Linked DNA regions of Zea mays: region 2 is linked to region 1. Evidence: chromatin contacts called from public Hi-C data. All regions are on one chromosome and are shown on one strand. The core of a region is the stretch at or near the end of the contact, and the rest is flanking DNA. Distances in the headings are between cores, read along the strand shown.

Region 1 (3,528 bases), core at 336-2,835:
AGTCTAAGATGCAGGTAGAGGCAGGGATGGTAATGGGGTTACGATCGGAATGGTACTTAATTATTTTTAGCATAAAAATAAATAAGAATAGATCTTGATCCTAATCTGATTTGATCCTTAAATAAAATCTAGAGTCCATTACCACTCCTAGACGCAGAAGATGAACTGAATGTCTTAGACATCAAATAGTTGCCATTATTTGTGAACACTACATGCCTACCTGGATAATCAGAAAGAAGTGTTTCTAGATGGCATAGGCATATGGCAATAAAAACAGGATGGTGGTCGGAAAAGTGCTAAAGCAAAGTTTGGCTAAGACAGTAACCTGCTGTTGAGCTCGATCACGGTGGTGTTGAGAAGATTGGAAGACAATGCCTTGCCGTTTCAAAAGTACGTTGATGGCCAGCAAGAGTCACCATATACAAGTTCATGTCGTCGTCAGATTAGTAAGCCCTGTTTTAATTAAACCCCCGGTGATCCAATGGACAATACTCCTATACATTTTGCTTTTAGACATGCATGTCCCGTTGTCTTATAAGCACCATACACCAAACTGGAACAATCATTGCTGCTAATGGCATTGGTAGGTAAGCAAATCAGAACTGGCGATATGCAAACTAGTTAAGCCTACGAAGCCTAAAATCGTAAAGAACATTATCGCGTACGTGTGCATACGCTTAGATGTCGGCGTTAGCACAAAAATATATATACTCATAGACGATGCATGCATGTCTGTATTCAAGTTCCAAATATACTCATAGATGAATGAACACAAGGGTATGGGCATATGACAAATAAAACCTAAAATTAGCTACTATTTTAATAGAGTATTATCGATCGAACCAAATTAAACGTCTCTATACAAGGCCAAAGGGATTGACCGACAGTACCAGAAACCTCACAACCACATGTAACTACTGGCATTATTTGTGGCATCACTATACATAAACATATTGCTATCATATCTCGACACACACAAGAAAAAAAGAAAGGCGCGAAAGGCAATGGCGTCACTTCGTCACGCAATGAAAAGACCTGCTCACTAAAGTATACCCCCCGTGGACAAGTGCACTATTCTTGTCCTCACGCGCGCTCTTGAGCGACGTAAAAAAAAACCTTTAACATGATAGTAATCTCACAGAAAAAAGAAAAGGCGCGAAATCTCAAATCAACGCTTCGAAATCCAAGGCTTTCTGCGTGCAAAATTTCCGATGAATGAAAAAGAGTGGGCAGGAATTGGAGCGACTCCATGGCATATATAGTTTTCCACACGAGAAGACGACTATTTCTGAATAAAGAAAGGGGCCCTATATATCTATCTCCTCTCCCTGCTACTATCGCCCTACGATGGTTGTTGACGTGTGCTACTTGGCGAACAAATTTTTTTGCAGCCAGACGACAGCAATCGCACCCCGAAATTCGACAGGATAATCCTGCATGGAGACGCAATCGGACGCAAAAAGGAAGGTTCGCCGTCAGCACGATGCATCATGCATGCCTGAAGCTTTAGGGCTCTCTCTCTGTGTGTGCAGTTTAAAGAAACTCACTCACCTCGATCTGTATCTGTATATATAAATACGTCGTCGTCGTCGTCCCCTTCCCTCGGTCCCTTCATCGATCGAAGAGTCCCTCTTTAGATTTAGAGGAGGAAGAGGATACGACAACAGCTAGCTTCCAAACCATCTCCTCGTCATTTGCAACTTTAACTTCGGAGGGAGAGCTACCCTGCAACAGCTATTAGCTTCCATTCCAATCATGCAGAGAGACGACATGGCGACGTTGGTGTGCCACACGCTCGGCGCAGCAGACTTGGCGAGCTTCTACTTCGTCACACCGCACCACCATCACGGCTCGCTCGCCCAGGGGCCGTCGTCCTGCCCGGGCACCGCGGCTGGCGGTGGCCACGGCGCCGGCGCGAGCATGCTCGCGGGCGAGCTGGAGCAGCAGGAGCAGGCGGCCGCAGGCGCCGCGGCGCGCGACGAGCGGAAGGCGAGGCGGCAGGCGTCGAACCGCGAGTCGGCGCGGCGCGCGCGCGCCCGGCGGAGGGGGCAGCTCGACGAGCTGTCGTCGCGCGTCGCCGCGCTCCGCGCCGCGAACGCGCGGCTGGCCGTGGAGCTGAGCCGCGTGGCGGCCGCGCGCGCGCGGGAGGCGCGGGAGAACGCGCGGCTCCGGGCCGAGGCAGGCGCCCTGCGGGAGAGGCTCGCGGCAGCCGAGGCTGCGGCGGCGGCGGCGGCCACGGCCAGGTGCGCGTCGTCCCGGAAGGAAGGCGCCGGCGATGAGGAAGCGGCGACGCCCACGGCCGACGAGACGACTAGCTAGGCACGTGTTCGGCGGCTAAGATGACGTATAGTAATTCACTAAGCTACTAGGACAAGAAGAGGAAGGCCAGATTGTATGTCGTATGTAGTCGCCGAGCTCATTAATTCTGAACCTCCGGATACTCCATCCGGCGATCGTCCACAAAGACAAAGGTCAAGATCATACGACTGATGGTTTTGGAATCTAGCTAATACGATCACGAGGCCCTGTTATACAACTGAATTGCTTCATTTGCGATTAGCATAGCCATGGTAAAGCATGACCTGTAGCCTTTAGGGCTAGTTTGAAGCCACAAAATCGAAAAGTATTGGAAGGACTAAAAATCACCTTCTTATTCAAGTTCCTCTGATCTCTTTCGATTTTGTGCCTCTCAAACGAAAACTGATCAACAAATTATGGGCCTGGACATCATTCGCTAATAGGCTCAAAAGCGCCCAGTATATGCAGAACAGGATAGTGGCAACGTCCAGTATTTGTGGTCTGTTGGTTTGCTGCCCATCCTGTTGCCACAGTTTGTACATGTGGATCGGTAACATGCATAGCCAGATCAACAACCACCACGAGTCCACGAGGAACACACCCGCCGGATGTATAGAGAAATCCCCAGTCATTTCCAACACAGCTAGCACAGATACAATGCATCCAAATCAGAATTCCTCGCTGACCATTGAGGTCGCCATCACTCAGGAGTCGGGACTCAGGACATGATCAAAATATGGTCCCAGGTTTCAGCGTATCATATCCATGGTTCATCCAGTATCGGGGAACAGATATGAGGCCCTATTCACAGCTTATTCGGTTAGAGGTAAATTGATAGAGATTATAGGAAGTTAAATTTTTTACAAGTCAAAATTGATCATAAATACCAAAGTTAAAATTTTCATTTTAAATTTGACAAATTCTTATGCAATTTTTGACAGCCGAAATTCAAAAAAAATTGTCAACAACAAAATTTCATAACTTTTATGTTGGTGGTTTTTTCATGCGAAGTCATTTAAAAAAAATCAGGATAAAAATTATTTCTAGCTGCGATTTCTTAAGAAAACCGTTTGTAGAAACTGATTTCTACAACTGTTTCCTCAAGAAAACTGCGGTTAGAAATCGTGGATTTCTACAGACGAATTCTTATGGAACCATTGGTAAAAATATAATTTCCACATACGGTTTTTTTAAGAAATCACCACTATTAAACCAGCCTCACGCCATGCC
Region 2 (3,528 bases), core at 631-3,130, 310 kb before region 1:
TCCACTAGCTTTCCTAATTAGTCAGTCAAGTGTGTCCCATTCCACCCTTGTGTTAGCACGGTTATCTCAAGTTAAGCTCCATGTTCCAATCAACACAATGATCTTGTCATGAATAATAATTAAAATAACAGCATAATTAGAACATGATCATAATTTAAATATAACATTAATCCCAAACCTAGGTAGAGTAGTAGCAAGTCTACCCAATAGTTCATATGTCTGCAAGGGTGCGGTAAACAAAACTAGGGAAACCTATTAGGTCACATCAATTTAACCTGAGTAAGTCACATTGATTAATGGAGAACATTATTAGGTAAAAAAGAGTGATCAAGGGCACAACTTGCCTTAGACTCAAGATCCAAAGTACTTTCCCAAGCTGGTCTTCAGATTCTCGTGACCTCACTGCTACTCATAGCAATACATACAAATAAACAAGAAGTACATAAAAATAACAGTACACCAATCACGAGAACAAACAACTTAAGAATATTCTATGCGCTACTACGAGATCATGGGTTTGAGAATCACTGAAATCAGAGTTGTGGTTAAAGAGATATGGTTTTCGGAAGACCTATGTGATTAAGCAATTAAAACTAGGTCTTACGTTGATCTTATAAATCATGTGAGAAAGATAATCTAATGAGATACCTCATTATAACTTGATTAGAGATAATATTTTAGTAAAATTTATAATTATAAACATATTAGCCTCGATTAGAAGAGTTAGTCTAATAAACATAAGTTAAATAAATATCTAATTATGATAGTATGTAGGATGATAGAAATAATGCTTTTAATGTGTAGGAAAATTTATTACGAAGCTAACGCAACTGGAACAGACTAAAACATAGTTAAAATGAAGAAGTTATGGGGTTTTCCAATATCTATGAATTGTTTTTATAATGGAAACCATTTTCAGAATTTATTTATAAGTATATTGCGTATGCTGGGCCGCGAGCATAAATATTCGAGGATTCAGGGTTGTTTTCATTAATTCTAGGGCCTCTCTGTAATGGTTTTAATACTAACCTGGACTACGAGTTGATTTGTAAAGATTCCAGGGTTTTTTAGCAACGTTGTCGCGGCGGCTTACACACGGTCTTGATCTGGCCATTGGATCTGATATCCATGGCAAGAACCAGACCACGAACCGGTATGCAACTGAGGTCGTTGATACGAAGATCGATGACCCATAAAACACCGACGAAGGGATATGCTAGGTTATAATCTTAACCACACCTCAAGATCTGACAGTCATGATTTAAAACAACCAAAAAGTTATACCATCTCTATTCTCAATCGTCTAATAGGGAATACAATGGCACCCGATCCACCCTCACCACACAGGTCGGATGAGGCGGCGTCGCCCCTGCATGCGGCGGCTGGCTAGATTGAAGGCGCTCGACGCCCCCAGCCCCCAAATCCCCACCCAAATAATTCTACACGATGAAGAGAGGATCCAAACTTCATGGATGATTCCTTACCCATGGTTTTGTCATGCCGGACTTCATTCACGGCGAGGAGCGGATCCACGGTGGCTAAATTTCTCTGGTGAGCAATTGGTAGTGCTCTGGTGGACTACGTCGCCCGAGAAGGCCACGACCACATGTAGCGCGCCACCACGAACTGTCTCGAGTACTTCACCGGCATCAGTCTCGTGCCCAGACAAGGAGTAGCTATGGAGACGATCTCCTCTGCTTCACCCGTGGCGGGTCCTGGGTTGGGCTCGACGGGATGGTATGGCTCTGGCGTACCGTATTATATAGCCGTGGAGGAGGACGCCAATGCGTTTGTTGAAGCGCGGGGCCAAAATCCTCGGAGCACCAGTGTTCTCGGCAGCTTTGTTCCCAGGGATGCCTCAGCCAAGGAGGGCCCACCAGTCGGCGAGAAAGCTTGCGCGCGTAGGCTCCGTGTGGCTGGCGCGTGGGAAAGGGAAGCTGGGCCGCGATACTAGGAATTCGGCCCAAAACGCAGGTATGAGTTTGTATTTTTCTTTTTTTCTTTTCTTTTCTTTTCTTTTGTCTTTTAATTTATTTTCAAGTTCAAATCTAGTTTTGATATTCAAATATTTGAATGCCCAAACAAAATACCACATGATGCAAAAATATTTTTTTTATTTTACTATTAGTATTCTGTTATTTTAAGTAAATGCCCCTAAACTTAATTGAGATGCAATACATAATTAACTAATTGGGGTCCCTCTTTATACTACTTATTAAATAAAATGAGTAATAACTTCCTTCAAACCTAAATGTCTATTACCTTTTTATATAAATGATCATGAAATTTTTATTAGGCCTCACTTTTGTATACTTCTTCAAAGAGTATCACAAAGTATATGTTTCAATTAAAAGAATAATGTAACCCCGAGAGGCACTTTTTTTAATCCATTGATTCACAACCTTAATATTTTAATTTTGAGGTAAACATCCTAAAGTACTTCAAATATAACTTTTAGGGTATTACAGTTGTGAATTTGAAGTTCCCAGAGTACATAGAACCTTTGTCTGTGGTAGTGTAGTGAGAATATACAAGACAAGAAGTATGTTGTGAGTTTAACTTATTCAAAAAGAAAATGGAAATTGCTTTAAGAGTTGCACAAATATAACCAATCAATAATAGGCAAATTGCCTCCCTTCTTGTGTATCTTGCCAATGCCTGAAAAATAATAGAACAAGTAGTAGGTTGTGAAAGGTGAAAGATGTTTGTTTTGGTAGGATAGTTGTCTCCATTAGAAAAAGAAGCTTGCCTGAAAGCAGGGGCAGCAGCCACATCCGTGGCCTCTAAACCTTCTTAGCATAAATACTTCTAGCATTCAATACATGTATGTACCCATCACACATGATGCTAGAAACTTCTACCGTAAAAGAAAGACAACAAAAGCATATTACCAATCAATAGATAGTTCTTAAAGGCAAATCATGAGAATTTGATAAAGCATGTTACCAATCAACGGATAGTTCTTAAAGACAAATAATGAGGACTACATTCATCTGATCATGAATCAAAATGATAGCAATGTATATAGTAACCATATACATATTTCTATAAAACAGCCAAACAGCTTACCCCAACACCCAACTTTAGTAACCATATACAAATAAAAATGCAGATCCATCAGAGAGAGGTACCGTGAACGTAGAGTGCACGCGAGCTTCTTTGAGACCTACCAACGACTGGCGCCATCCAAATTTCTCTTACGCTAGAAAAAAACTATTATTTCTCATGATGAAACGGTTCATATTTTCACAAGTACAATGTATATGCAAGTTAGGAAATTTAGATATGAAGAAAAAGTGCCAATACTGTTCTTATTATTGCAGCATAGAGGTCAGCCTGATAGCAACTGCCTTGCGCACGGGGTTGTCCGCATGCTGGTACTTAAAGCACTTGTAATTTGGGCAAGGTAGGTGATAATTAGTATTATTAACAGTCTTTTTGCTTGGTGCACTTATAATGAATAATGAAAGAGATTCCAGTAACATATGAGTAATTCAATAAAGCCACATTAATGAAAGAGATTCATGT

Evidence for each region. A called contact is a pair of places that touch in the nucleus more often than the background predicts.
Region 2: a Hi-C map of bundle sheath shows a contact between it and region 1, with 4 times the contacts expected there. The contact joins two enhancer-like sites. A contact is called at or near these places in 3 of 25 Hi-C or Micro-C datasets (bundle sheath, ear and tassel).

Annotation. Positions count from the first base shown.
Region 1 is chr9:103,065,943-103,069,470 of Zm-B73-REFERENCE-NAM-5.0, reverse strand. No RefSeq gene overlaps it. Among protein-coding and RNA genes, the nearest start is that of LOC100284102, 16 kb to the right of the region's middle. Within about 2 kb of position 1,585, at least 11 of the 20 cell types and tissues checked have an H3K27ac peak or open chromatin away from gene starts, as enhancers often do. A contact at or near this core is called in bundle sheath, where this site is marked.
Region 2 is chr9:103,377,998-103,381,525 of Zm-B73-REFERENCE-NAM-5.0, reverse strand. No RefSeq gene overlaps it. Among protein-coding and RNA genes, the nearest start is that of LOC103638763, 86 kb to the right of the region's middle. Within about 2 kb of position 1,880, at least 18 of the 20 cell types and tissues checked have an H3K27ac peak or open chromatin away from gene starts, as enhancers often do. A contact at or near this core is called in bundle sheath, where this site is marked.